Regions from separate parts of the Rattus norvegicus genome. Here region 1 is linked to region 2. Evidence: chromatin contacts called from public Hi-C data. All regions are on one chromosome and are shown on one strand. Each heading gives the region's core, a stretch centred on a gene start, on an enhancer-like site or on the middle of the called end of the contact. The rest is flanking DNA. Distances are from core to core; before and after follow the strand shown. Region 1 holds the start of Cttnbp2nl (CTTNBP2 N-terminal like). Region 2 holds the start of Rhoc (ras homolog family member C).

What was found. Hi-C and Micro-C count contacts between places; a contact is called where the count stands out from the background.
Region 1: a contact with region 2 is called in a Hi-C map of Schwann cells, with 3 times the contacts expected there. The contact joins the promoter of Cttnbp2nl here to the promoter of Rhoc in region 2. A contact is called at or near these places in 4 of 12 Hi-C or Micro-C datasets (the A7r5 cell line, Schwann cells, mammary epithelial cells and 1 more) and 1 of 1 datasets of contacts at active chromatin or transcription factors (oligodendrocytes).

The regions. Positions count from the first base shown.
Region 1 is chr2:195,237,250-195,244,729 of GRCr8, forward strand. Cttnbp2nl (CTTNBP2 N-terminal like) reads right to left here and starts at 5,654. Exons shown (of 6, transcript NM_001107712.2): 1 at 5,621-5,654.
Region 2 is chr2:194,973,005-194,980,020 of GRCr8, forward strand. It overlaps Rhoc (ras homolog family member C), which reads left to right and starts at 2,582. Exons shown (of 5, transcript NM_001106461.1): 1 at 2,582-2,837; 2 at 5,941-6,104; 3 at 6,572-6,692; 4 at 6,939-7,016. The coding sequence starts at 5,949.

The sequences.
Region 1 (7,480 bases), core at 4,404-6,903, 270 kb after region 2:
TTCACAAGATACAGAATTCTGTGAACAGCTATTCTGTCTGGCAGAAAGAGGAGGAGGAAGTGGGAGGGATTTACTTACAGTAACTTGGAGACTGATTCCATTTAGGGGGTAAATAGGGGAAATAATCCAAACTCAGCAGAGGTTTGGAGACTCAGTGACAAATGACAATGTGGTCAATAGAAACAAGGATGTTAGAACAGGAACTGGCTTTAGTGGGAAATGATGACTTCGAGAGGAGACAGGCTGAGTAAGAACTAAGTACCCCCAAGAGGAACCTGTGGGAGTCAGCTAGCAAGCATGCTGAGAGCCAAGGGCTCAGGACGTGGGATCTTAGAAAAAACTACTTTGGTGTCTCCCATCTATAGAAGTGGGGTAAGGCTGATGTACAGGCCTGGAGTTGTACCCTTTAACACTAGACCACTTAAAACAGACTACAGCCTGGCCTGGTAGCACAGACCCATGATCCCAGCTACCTGGGAGTCTGAGGCAGGAGGATCTCAATTTCAAGGGTTGTCTGGACTACAGAGTGAGTTCAAACTTGGGCAATTATTTAGTGAGACCCAGGCTCAGTTTTTTTTTAAAAAAAAAAAGGAAAAAGGAAAGAAAAAGGCACATCGTCCCTCACAGCCTGCACTCTCCTCCCACTTCCCCATCATTTTCTATGTCCTCCTTTCCTTAGTGTCTGTAATCCCTATCACCTTTTTCCTTTTCTCATGTGTCTGTCTCTGTGTGTATGAGAGACATGTTTGGATGTGTGCAAACGTGTGTGCATGTGGAGGCCAAATGCCAGCAGCAGGTATCTCCTAAATCACCCTTCACCTCATATTTGAGACAGTCTGTCATGGAATCTGGAACTTCATGGCTGGCAAGGCTAGCTGGTCACATGCCCCAGGGATCCTCTGGTCTCTGGTTCCCTAGTGCTGAGCCCACAGGCTTGCAGCTGCACTGGCTGTTTGTGAGGGTGCTGCAGAGCAAAACTCTGGTCTTCACACTTATGCAATCAGCACCGACTAACGGAGCCAACTCCCTAGTCCCTTGTGCCTTGTTAGAGCAATATATCCTCGACACCCCTACCCAGTCTCCTAGACTCCACACATGGTCCCACGCATTTAAATGCTCACTAGGCTCAGAGTCAGGAGTCTAAGTTTTTGTGTTCACTAATTTTCCTTTCTCCTTCCTATTAAATGTATGAACACTTAGGGGTTGTCTTCTTTGTGGCTGTAAAGTCGGGATCCTTTTAGCAGCAAAGACATGTTGAGATAGAATGCATCGATGCACTTGATACACTGAGTTTGGATAGACTTTGCCTTCTTTACTCCAAAGCTACGACATGAAGTCCTTGTCTTCAGTCCCCAAACCCTTGCCGCCCTCCACATCCATTCTCAATTCCCCATCCTTATTTCTTCCCCGTCCATTCTTGATTGGTCTTCAACTTATTCCTTTCTTTTACACTAGTAGGGAAGGTAGTCTTCAAAAGTAAGAAAAAAATGCTTTAAATCAAAATTATCATCAAAAATGTCTTAAGTCTTATAGAAGATAATATAGCAAGCACAGAACACACAAAACCATTTTTAAGTTGCAGGATGGCAGCATTTGGAGTGGAACAACTGGTAATTTGAATCTCTTGCCTTTTTACACACACACACACACACACACACACACACACGCACACACACGCACACAAACACACACACGCACAAACGAGATCTGAATGCACAACTACATGTTATCAAAAAAAAAAATCATTGACTCAGATGTGCTATATGATGACCTGTGTAACTGTTTCCCTCCATTTAGGGACCTCAGCTATCCAGATTTGTCTTATTTTATTATGTATATGAATGGTTTGCCTACAGTGTACCTAAGTGCTAGTAGAAGTCAGAAGGTTGGAACCTCTGGAACTGCAGTTAAGGATGGCTACGAGCCTCCATGTGGATCCTAGGACTGAAGCTGGGTCCTCTGTAAGAGCAACACTGAGTGTCTCTCCAGCCCAAACCATAGCTATTTACAGACAAATCTAAAACAAAACCAACCAACAAACACTACTTCACTTTTGCTAAAGTTGACTTTTTTCTTCTTTCTCTCTTTCATTTGGACTAAGGTGGTCTGGAAGGACAGTCTCTTGCCTCACCTCTACAGAGCATAAAGGGGTGAGCACATGAACTTCCATAACCCACATGCCAAGTGCTAATAACAACGTCAATGGCTGTTGATGACTGTTTCCTAGGACGCACCTTGCTTAGTAGACTATACAAATATGCACACAGTAGGTTCAAACAATGTTTAAAACCAGAAAAGTCTTCTGTTTCTAGCTCACGACTGAGGGGCTTTGAACTAGAAATAGCCTCTCTTCACCTCACACCACTAAACAGTGCAATGGCAGCCTCTAAGAAACACCAAAGAACAACCGAGTGTTGAATTCTTCTAAGAAAACTAACTGGTAGCCTCATCCATGTGATTCTGATCAGATTCTGAACAGATCTATAACAAACCAAGGATATGGCGCTCCCTACGAGTGTCTGAATGATTACTGTAGGGACCTGTGATGTCCTGTGCACTGTTAATACCACTAGGGCTAAACCAAAGCACAGAATTGGGGGTTGGAGGGTATGGCTCAGGTGGAAGGTTTGACGTTCAAGCCTTTCAAGCCCCACCCAGCACAGGGTTAAGAGAAAAGCACAAAACAAAGCCTCCCAAAAACCTTAAAGGAGACCAGTTGTCTTAGTTAGGGTTTCTATTGATATAATAAAACACCACAATCCAAAACAACTTGGGGAGGAAAGAAAGGGTTTATTTCATCTTACAACTCTCAGGTCACTCCAGCACTGAGGCAGGAACTCAAGGTAGGAACCTGGACTGAGAAAATGAGGCGGAAGCCATGGAGGATCAGGAACACCACTTACTGGCTTGCTCAGCCAGCTTTCTTATAGCACTCAGGCCCAAGCCTAAGGGGAGCACCGCCCAGAGTGGGCTGGGCACTCTCAACAACCACCACTAATCAAGAACACGCCCTACTGGCTTGCCCATGGGCCAATCAGATAGGGACATTTTCTCAACTGAAGTTTCCCTCTTCCCAGATGCCTCTAGCGTGTATGAAGTTGACATAAAACTAGCCGGCACACTAGGGTCAAATCAAATACTCAGAAATTACAATAAAAATTAACCAACAGTTCCTAGAGTGTTCTCCAGAACTCACCCCACCTCCACTAGGTCAGATTCTTATACATATATATCTGGCTCAGAATTCATGACAGTAAACATATATATATATATAAAACCTATCCAGAGATATTTTCTCATAGGAAAGTCAATATTTTAGCCACTTCAGATATTGCAATTTCCTATCATGTCAGATAAGGAAAAATCAAATTACACAAAGACAAGAAGGCGGATGGTTTAACAAGATGTGCCATACTTTATCAGTTTGTTATCTGTCTTGTTTGACTCTTATGTGAGAGCTTTAAACTAAATTCAGTGTTCCTATTAGGCACCGTGGAAGCTACAAGAACTTTTTGCAGTCAAAGAATAATTTAATGAAATGCACTAAACCCACACACACAAACTGTCTGCACACAATGCTTTTTTCATTTAACATGACCAAAAATGACAGTGAAAAGGTTATCGGAAAGAATTCTATCAGAGTTGAACATCATAGTACACGCTGTAATCCCAACAGGAGGGGAAGCCATCCTGGGCTACACAGTTTTCAGAAGCATAAGGAGACACAGTAGCACTCTTGATGAAACAAAACAAAACCAGCCCTCCAGATCAAAGGTATATTAAGCAGCTCTTGTTTATTGTGCCAAAACATCAGTGGCTTTATTCTGCTTTTCCTCTGTTTGTCAGGGCCCTGGAAATCACTACTCCTTAGGTTTCCCGACGTCTCCTACCTGGATTTATTTCCTGTTCTCCACTCATGTAATAAGATACATCTTTTGGGGGTTTCCTATTCTACTTCTAGTTTTTTTTTTTAAACCCCTGATGCTATTTCTGGGATAATGGATCTCTCCTTCCTATGGCAATAAACTTTGTGTTTGCAGGAGAGACCCTGTATACAGTTTCTTCTTTGTGCTTCCTTTCTCTAGGTGTCTGGAAACAATCACAGAGCCCTAGAGTGGCTCTGGAACCTGACTATTCAAAACTAATTACCTTCAGGAAGTCTACTCAGGAAGGCTACAGACAACAGCCACTACAATCGCCCTCTGTGACTGCAACTCTGCACCTCACATCTGTCGGCTATAAATAACCAACAGTAAAATGAACTCGGGATCAAAATTTAAAATGCCAAAAATATAGAAAAATTAATAGGTGGTACTGCTAGCCACAGCTGATGGTTAGAGATTCGATGACATTAACATCGGGACAGTCAACAAGGCTCTTGTTCTGAAATTGAAAACTACCTTTTATTTTAATGCTTTAAATTTTGGTTGATGATGCGGGCACGCCAGACAGAATCATATCACATGTAGATACGTTTTCTTTGAGATAAAATCTCATTATAAAACAGGGGTGAGATAGTACTCAGAGGCCACAGGACCAGATTAATTATAAACCTAGCCAACTGAACCTGAATTTTGTTCAAATACTTCCTGTCTTTTGTTTCAACCTGCCGTACACCTTCAAGGTTAACTGCAGTCTCCCGGAGCAACGGACCAGCCCACTACAAACTGAGAGATGGGGATTCCTACTGCAAAGGCATTTACTGACTTCTCCACACCGTTTCATTTGAAAATATGGTATTAATAACTGACTGTCAAACAATACACACTGCATTCCTACCCACACAAGGCTAACTCTGCTGAAAGCTAACACACCCACCTTGCTATGAAATATGCGGATGCTTTCCTATTAAGTTCTCAGGGAAGAAACCGGGTAGAAAGCAAAACTGAAAGGCAACTCAAACCTAAAAATCCCCCAAAAGCTGGCTTCTCCCACAAGAAAAATAAAGGGCGAGGAAGGTACAAAGGGCGAAGGGAAGAAGGTAATACATGATTTAAGCCGGGGAGCTCTCAACACTCAACAAGACAACACAGGATCTGGGGGGACCGTAGGAGCAATCAGAGGCTGGGGGATGGGAAGAGCTAAAGAGGGGAGAAGGCCGCTCTGACTGTTGGAGGTGTCTGTCTGGGTCTCGTCTTTTTTTTCCCTCCTCCTCGCCCATCCCTCATAAGAACAACGCTGTTTTTTTTTTTTTTAGATCTTATACAGCACCCTAGTTCTGGACCCAGACTTGCCAGCAGGGGCAGGTGTGGGAAGGGATGCCTGGACTTGCGGGGGTCCAATATAGGGGTGGGGGCTGCAGCTTAGAAACTGCACCCACCAGTCCCTCTCCGAGGCTAGGGCTGGGCAAAAGGCGACATGGAGTGAGACAGGTCAGGGGGAGACCCCTGCTAAAGGGCGGAGGCTGGCGAGAGACAATGAACAGTCGCGAGGACCCTGGAGGATGCCGCGACGCCTCCTCGGGGAATCCCGGGATCTGGAGGCGGCGGCCCCGCCCCCTAAGGGACCATCCCTACCCCGACAGGGACTGCTGCTGAAAGCCATACACGCTCCGGGCCGGGAGGCTCTCTCGGAGACCCGGCCACCCAGCACCGCAGAGCCCGGACCCCGCGCTCCGTACCTGGCCTCGGCGCTCCGGGATCCTTCCCCGCCGCCGCCTCCGCCGCCCGCTCCCCATCCCCAGCCTCCCAGGACCCGCCCCCTCATCCGCCGGCAGTGACCGGCAGATACCATAGCCAATTATAGTCTTGCCCTTGCGGCTCTGCAACCAATCCTCGCCGCCTGAAGGCTGGGCTTCTCCAAAGTCATCCCGGCTCCTCCTGGGGCTGCAAGATCCCTTTTGTTTGGGAGAGCCAGGCTGGGATTGAGCTGGCGTCACTTCCGGGAGGAAGTACCACCTCTGGTCGGCTGGAGTCTGGGTTCGCTCTGCTCTCCGCCTGGGCTCTGCAACTTTTCAGGATCCTGAGAACACCTTTTGGTGGCTTAATTTGGGGTTTATCCAAAATGTGAATAAAAGAAGTGAGTTTTAGCGTTTGTTTTAGAATTAGTTATTGAAAACCTAGTAACGTGTCTTCTTTGCTTCTCTCACTTTCTCTCTCTCTCTCTCTCTCTCTGCACTGACTTTTGGGTGTGGTGCTGGAAAGCAAGGGCACAAGACCATCTCCTTTAACACATCACACTGGGTACACAAAGGGAGACTCTGGGGTTGAACAGACAGGACAGCACCCGGTAGAGGAGGGCATAACCCCTGCCGACCTTCCTTTCAGGGCGAAGCCAAATAATTGCAAACTTACGCGCAGTTTTCCCACACTGTGCTTGCCTTTCATGAATGTGGGGCCCTCTTTTATATGTTTGGGCCCCGTCATACTGTGGGGAATGCGTTTTTAACGAAGCCAAAACAAAACAGTTGGATGAGGGGGAATGACTGTCCTTGTGAACACAGGAATGCAGATCTTAGTGATAAAAACAAGACCGGATAACCTGGAGGGAAGAGAACGCACTCTACCGTAGCCTGCACTTCAGCTCACAAGTGATTGACCACATTGTTTTAAAGAATTTGTAACAAGTACATGTAAGAAAACAAGTATTTAAGTGCACAAGTAACATGCTACTCTGAATACATTATTCCTAATCCTCACAATTATCAGCAGGAGAATATTAGGAATTTAATACTCTCTCTGCCTGTGGTTCTCAACCTGTGGGTTACAACCCCTCGGATAACCTTTATCTGTAAAAAAAAAAAAATACCTACATTACAATTTATAACAGCAAAATTACAGCTGTGAGTAGCAGCGAAATTATGGTTGAGCACCACAACGTGAGAAACTATATTAAAGGACAGCAGCACTAGGAAGGTTGAGAACCACTGCCCTAGGCAAACACAGTCCTCGAGACAGGTGCAGTTTACAGTCTGGGTAGAGAGATGCCCAGCCTGAGTAATCATGGTTTAGAGGAAGTAAAACAGTATTTCCTGTCAACACAGTGTTATGTTCATCCATATAATATCCGTGTCAGTGCTGTCATACCCTGTATAGTGGACATCACCGTGAGTGATTATGACGAGTCAAAGAAACCAAGAGATCCAACTGAAGGTTATAGAATTAATAACTGGAAAAGAAAGATTACAAGACTAACTCCAATCTGTGCCATAGTCTGCTAGCCGGCCACCCGTTCCCACGGGGGACCTGTTCAGAGGAAAGATAGTGATTAACGCAGCAGCAGAGCGAAGCCAATAACTCGGTACTCTCCCCTAGCCATTGCTGGCTTGAAGACAGCATGCGGAGATGCTCCAGTACAGCCCAGGTGCTTTGGGAACAGTGACCTAGAGCAAGAAGAATTTTGCAAAGATATCACGCTCTGTATTCAGAAAGACAGTCTGGTTGGATAGGGTGTGCACACCTGTAAATCCCATCATCTGGGAGGTGGAGGCAGAGGAGAGCCAGGAATTCAAGATCTTTCTTGGCTACACAGTGTTGCAGAC
Region 2 (7,016 bases), core at 1,332-3,831:
TTTCGGAGCTGGGGACCGAACCCAGGGCCTTGCGCTTCCTAGGCAAGCGCTCTACCACTGAGCTAAATCCCCAACCCCCCAAGAACCTTTATAATGTGATCCAGCTAGTGTTTCTTTCTCTAGCGTTACCACCTTCCTGCCTCCAGACTCTGGCTTATCACAGCTCCAACTTACTTTACATCCTGCACTACCTTTTCTTGACTATTTCATTTGTTCTCCAGGGCTGAGTGTCCTACAGCCCCTGGATGCTGCCAAGCTACTTACCTCCAGGATTATAACTGTCTATAGGAGGAGCCAATGGGAAGTCGCTATTAAGAACAGGGACTCTATTTTTTTTTAATTTATTTCTAATTTCCTGTGCATTGGTGTTTTGCCTGCATGTGTGTCTGTATGAGGGTGTTGGAATTGGAGTTATAGACAATTGTGAGCTTCCAAGTGGGTGCTGGGAATTGAACTGAGGCCCTCTGGAAGGGCAGTGCTTTTAACCACGACCATGAGCAATCTCTCCAGCCTCAAGAGCAGGGACTCTTTTTTTTTTAAAAAGATTTATTTATTATATATGAGTACACTGTATCTGTCTTAGATACACCAGAAAAGGGCATCAGATCCCATTACAGAGGGTTGTGAGCTTGCTGGGAGTTGAACTCAGGACCTCTGGAAGAGCAGTCAGTGCTCTTAACTGCTGAGCCATCTCTCCAGCCCAAGCTGGGCCTCTTAAGTCTGAGTGTTTTGACTCCCAAACACTCCTCCAAGCTTCCACGCCTCAGTAAAGTGTAGATAACAACACTGTCTTGTAAGAACTAAACATGGAGTGGGCAGGGCGGGCAAGGTTCATGAAATAAAGCTTCAAGAACTGTTAGCTATGTTCAACTGTGTTCTTCATTCGGACTGTGAGTTTGTTTGTTTACTTTTATTTATGTTTTGTTCAAGATAGGGTTTCTTTATGTAGTCTGGGCTGTCATAAAACTAGCTCTGTAGACCAGGGTGGCTTCAAACTCAGCTATCCTCCTGCTTCTGTCTCCTGAGTGCTGGGACTAAAGGCATGCACCATCACTGCCTGGCTAGACTGTACGTTTTCAGAAGGCAGAGTTTCATAGCTAGCTTAGTTAGTACATAGCTTTCAGTTCACATCCAACCACTGTTTACTGTATGAATTCAGAGTCCTGGAGGCCAAAGTGCCCTTCACCTCAGTTATCTGATTTATCAAATGTATGTATGATCTGTGCTTCCAATCCTGAGTGAATGTTTAGGTATGTGTCTGCCTGGGTTTGAGACAGTTTCACTCCACAGCCTATGTTGGCCTGGAATTTGTGGCAACTCTGCTCCCTCGGGAGTGCTGAGATTACAGGCATGAACCACCCGCCCAGCTGTACCTGCAGTAGACTCCATGCATTTATTCTGGCAAATCTTTGTTGAAACCTATGATGAGCAGAGGTTGGTTGGATGGTGCAGGGAGCAGGTTGGAGCGGGAGCATGGCAGGCAGCATGGAGCCAGCACATGCCTGGGTGTCCCACAGGCCTGACTGTAAATTTGACTGACTGATAAGAGTTTTTGCTACAGGGTCTCAATGTAGCCCAGGACGGCCTGCAACTAACTCCTAGAGATCCACCTGCCTTAGCTTCTTGTGTGTCACCATAGCTCACCTCACTATAAATTCCTGCTGTCACAAATCGTGACACATCTCTGGGCTTCACTTTCTTTACAGGCAAAAGGGAACTGGTGAACTTATTCCAGAGTAGAGACCTGTGTGTGTATAAAGTATCCAGCACTAGCAGTAGACTTCCTTATACACCCACTTCTTTAGCCCTTTATAAGGAAGGAGATATATGATCAGGTAAGTAACACGTCAGACTGGGATCAACAACACAACAATACAATAGGAGTATGAGGTCAGTTTCCAGTCGAGGACACAGAAGCACTTCCAGGAGTGTGCTGTTAACAGGACGTAGGGAAATTCCCGGTGAAGGAAGGAAGGGACTTGTAAGGCGATGGTAGTTGGGGACTGTAGATCACAAAAGGCCTCCAAGGCTCCGGTTAGCGTCACGTTGCATTTACTGCAGTGATTCCTGGAGAAGAGAGTGGGCAGCTTCTGCATAACCCGTCCCCTCGGTTACGGCTAGGGGGTAGGAGATACTGGAACGTCGAGGGCTGCTTGGCCACGGGAGGGCAGCAGTGGCCCTCGCTGACCCCACCCTGGGAGTCGCTCAACTTTCCCGAAGCGGGTCCGCCCCCCCACGGGTTGGAAGTGGGGCAGAGGCCGAGTCCTCCGGGGGTCCCACCCGCCCTCTCATCACCCAGCAATCCAAACATTTCTGGACATGGTCCCTCCAGCTCCAGCCCCACGCCCCATGCCGGGTCCTGAGCCGGGGTGACCTGCGGCCACCCGGGGCCCAGAGCGGAGGCGGGCCATGCTAAGGGCCGCCCCCGTCGACCCCCCTCCCCTTGACGGACCCGCCCCGGAGCGGTGCTGGAGAGTGGGGCGGGGCTCGGGTCAGTCTCAGCCTCCGGCACCGGCCGCGCAGCTGGAGGCGGCGGAGCAGAAGGTACGGGGCCCCAGCTGGTGGGTGGCGAGGCGTCGTGGGAACTGACCTCGGAGGAGAGCACTTTCCTGCTTCCCGGATCGCTCGGGGAACGGCTCAGGAGGGGGTTCCGGGCGGGGTATGGGAGAGCGTCCTGTGCCGCGGGGCAGGCGCTCTCGCCTCCTGAGCTCTCGAACCACAGCCCAGAGCCCCTTCCCTTTCTGAGTCTTGCCTCTCCGGACCTCCCTAGCTGGGCCAGGAACACACTTGGATCTCCCTGAGCGACTCTACCCAGAAGCTCCAGTTCCGGGCGGGGAGTAAGGAACAGGGCCTCAGGCTGGCTAGGGGTGGGAGTTCTGGCCTGGGATGGGGAATGGCGGGAATAGGGGCGGGATGTGACCATTGGGGGCTGCTACTGCTTGGCGGGTCAGGACGCCGCCCTAGACGGGTTTTGGAGCTGATCTGAGCTAAGAGGTTGAGAAGACTAGGAAAGATCCTGCTCCTCTGTGGTGTATGTGGGTCTGAGAGTGAAAGGGGGAGAAAAAAAAAGAACAAAACACCCCAATCCCCAACTCTGCCTCCTACCCTTTTGGGAGTGTTAGGGGGTTGGGCAGAAAGCTGGGGCCCGGATCTTCCTTCATGGCTTTAAAGTTAAGGAAAAGGTGTTGCCCAAAGAGTGATTCTTGCCTAGATCTCAGGGGAGCAGAGTACAAAGGCCTGTTGGATCACCTGGAAAAATCAAGAGAGTATTAAGGAGGGCTAATGTCTTGTCCCAGGGAAGGTCCCAAAAGTTCCAGACCCTTCTCCGGGGCCCTGTGTGACATTTCATTGTCTCAGGGTTAGTGGGGCAGTTCCTCCGGAGCCGCCTTTCACAGGGAGTGTTAGCCAGACCATCATGCCATTTTGGCCTTGGGCCTAATGTCCTGGTTTGGCCTGAGTCCCCAATTCTTCTGGCCTAAGCAGAGCCTAGATGCAGAATCTTCTAAGCTGGGGGCTCTAACCCAGCCACGGAGTTCCGGCCTCTGCCTCCCACCGTCAGATGCCCAGTCGCCTCGCTGCTGTGGGACAGCCGTGGCACATGCATGGGGACGTGACTAGTGTTTAGTGTTGTCACGCTTCATCTACACTGCCTACCCTGGGTTGGGGTTGTCTCCGCCAGCCTGTATACAGCCTGACTGGTTGAATTAATGGGAGTAGGTGCGGGAGTTGGAAGCAATCCTGTAGGTTGGTTACCTGGGTACACCTCTCAGATCTCACTTTTGAAGGAGATAGGCAACAGAGTGAATGCCTTCTTCCCAGCCTTTTGGGGGTACTCGGGAAAACCCCTTGAGGTGGGGGGTGGGAAGTGTGTCTGCACATACTCAACTCCTATAAATTCTCTGTGACTCATGTCCTCTTCCCTCACATCCCAGTTGTGTGTGTGTGTGTGTGTGTGTGTGTGTGTGTGTGTGTGTGTGTGTGAGAGAGGAACCACGCTGGGGCCTGATGCTGAGAAGAGCCAGCCTGGGGCAGGGATACTCTGCTTCTAAAAGGCAGGCACAGGCCAGGGTTTGAGGTGGTGGCACGTAGGGAGTAAAGGAGTTCAGTGGAGCCAGACAGGATTGGGGACTGAAAGGAAAAGCCAAGTTTGGGGCCGAGATCAGGTTACTGTCCCCTTCTTAACTGCTCCCCGCCTGGTCAAGGCTCAGGCTGATCCTCACTAGTCTTTTCTTTTGAGGCTCCTCCCAGCCCGGGCTCTAGCCCCCTCCCCCACAGCCTTCTCTAAAGCTCTACTCTGGAGCTGTCTGGCACTGTCCCTCCCAGGCTGTGTAGGCCTAGGGACCTCACTAACCTGGTCAGCTCCCCTGACCAGTCCCCAACGACTTGGTCATGTGTGTTGGGGTTCAGGACAGAACACATAAACTTCGAGAAGCTGACTCCTTACCTCGAGTCACAGGGAGGTGTCTGCAGGGCCTAAGGGTCAGCTGGTCACAAGGAGGAAGGGGCTGTTCCAGAAAGTGGGTGAGGTGACTCCCAAGTGGGTTTAGCTCAGTCACAGCAGCGCTGTGATAGTTGTGTGGCTCCACAGTGTGGTCATTGTCCCCTGTCAGGAGCTGAGTGACTGAGTGTTGCAGCCAGGCCCAGGAAGGAGGGGGTGGGCACAGACTGCCTGAGCGTGAGCTGCCAGGACTGAGCCTTCTTTGTGTGACTTGAGACATTGGGGAAGGGATGGGGTAGGTCAGGAAAGCCAGCCCACCTCTTCCACTGTCCTCTGCCTTAGCCCCTCTGCTTCTGTTTTCACCTGTGTAGGCAAGGCAGCCGCAATCACAAAACCCCGATTTGAGAGCTGTCCCTGCACTTTGTCTAAACCTCACTGAGCCTCAGTTGCCTACTGATGTCAAAGTAGGGAGGCCTGGATCCCTGAGAAGGATCTTGGAGAGGCTGAGTGGACAAAGGTGCTTCCTAATCAAGCATGATTACCTGGGTTTGATTCCGGAACCCATGCAAAGGTGGACGGACTACAAAGTTGTTCTTTGACCGCCACATACATATGTACCTAGACTTCTGTTATTTTGTTTTCAAGTGGGAAGGCCACCATCTCCCTAACAGGCAACTGGAGATCTGAAGATTTTTCTCAAAATTCCTAACAAAGTTTGTGTGTGTGTCCAGGGAGAGACAAACACCTAGGGGCTCTACAAGGGCTCCTTGCTTTATCCTAACACCTGTAGTGACCAGGAAGGCATGACTGCTCTTGAGGGACAATCTATTCTACTTTGCATTTAGTGATTATTAATACTGTCAAAATCCTGGTAATAAAGCAACCAGAGCTTCCAGGGACTAAGCCACTACCCAAAGACTATACATGGACTGACCCTGGGCTCCAACCTCATAGGTAGCAATGAAAAGCCTAGTAAGGGCACCAGTGGAAGGGGAAGCCCTGGGACCTGCCAAGACTGAACCCCCAGTGAACGGGATTGTTGGGGGGAGGGCGGTAATGGGGGAGGATGGGGAGGGGAATCCCATATAGAAGGGGGGGGCTAAGGGGATGTTGGCCCGGAAACCGGGAAAGGGAATAACATCCGAAATGTAAATAAGAAATACTCAAGTTAATAAAGAAAAAATGGAAAAAAAAATCCTGGTAATAAAGAAAACTGATAGGCAAGGCAGATAAATCTAGGTCTTTAGGGGGCACACCTGCGCACTTCTCAGATGGTCTGGGTCCTGCACCCCTGATCAGTGCTAATGCATCTAGGAAGACTGTCCGGCCTTCTGCCTGCAGGATTGGTTCTTGGCAAGTTCATGCCTGGGCAAGCCCCCTTCCCTTCCTTTGCTGGATTGCTGTGGTTTTTAAGCAAGTTTGAGGGGTGGGTGGATAGAGAAGTGTATTTGGATTTACTGGCTTTTCCCCTCCTCAAATCCCCACTACCTCTTGCCTGACAGTTTCAGTCATGGCCACAATCCGAAAGAAGCTGGTAATTGTGGGTGATGGCGCCTGCGGGAAGACCTGCCTCCTCATCGTCTTCAGCAAGGATCAGTTTCCGGAGGTCTACGTCCCTACTGTCTTTGAGAACTACATAGCAGACATCGAAGTGGATGGCAAGCAGGTGAAGGCCATGAATCGCTTGCTTTCCTGCCTGGGAACCCTGTCTCCCCAGGCACATAGGGCCCCTGGATGTCCTTTCTTACCACCCACGTGCATCTTTATTTCCCTGCTAGAACCAGCAGAAGTTAGGAAGTCAACCTGGATGTACTATCTGGTTGGACCACATACTGGCTCTGGAATCTGAGCCAAGTCCCTTTTGCCTCTGGGCTTAACCTCTCCCCACTGCAAAATGTGAACGAGGGCAAGACCTCCCCCAAAAAGGTTGCCTTAAGAACTAAAGGCCGCTTACGGTGGCAGCTCATACTGCCTAAGACCAAAGCCATCTTAGATTTTAGAAAAGTGTATCATTGGTTTTGTGACTGGTCAACCCAACCCAGCACATAGCGAGTGGTAAAAAGATCTTCAGAGGGCCTCAAGGTGGTATGGTTGGGGCCCTCAGGCTCGCTACTCAATAGCCCTGTGTGTCAGGTGGAGCTGGCTCTGTGGGACACAGCAGGGCAAGAAGACTACGATCGCCTGCGGCCTCTCTCCTACCCGGACACTGACGTCATCCTTATGTGTTTCTCCATTGACAGTCCTGACAGCCTGGGTAAGGCTTTGGAGGGACCGAGAGCATTTGGTACTTGCCATCTTCAGAGGCTGTGGAGGAGTCTTGGGAGCTTGTAGGTCCTGCAAGTCTCCTTTGTTATGGAGACAGTAGCCCTTGGGGTGGGGTGGGGTATCCACTGAAGGGGCTTTGAGCAATGCGAGGTACTGCCTGTCCAGTAGACTCCATGACTGCTACGGAAGACCAGGCTAAGTGGGCACATGTACACGGTTTGGGGTATCTTTGCAGAAAACATTCCTGAGAAGTGGACCCCGGAGGTGAAGCACTTCTGTCCCAATGTGCCCATCATCCTAGTGGGGAATAAGA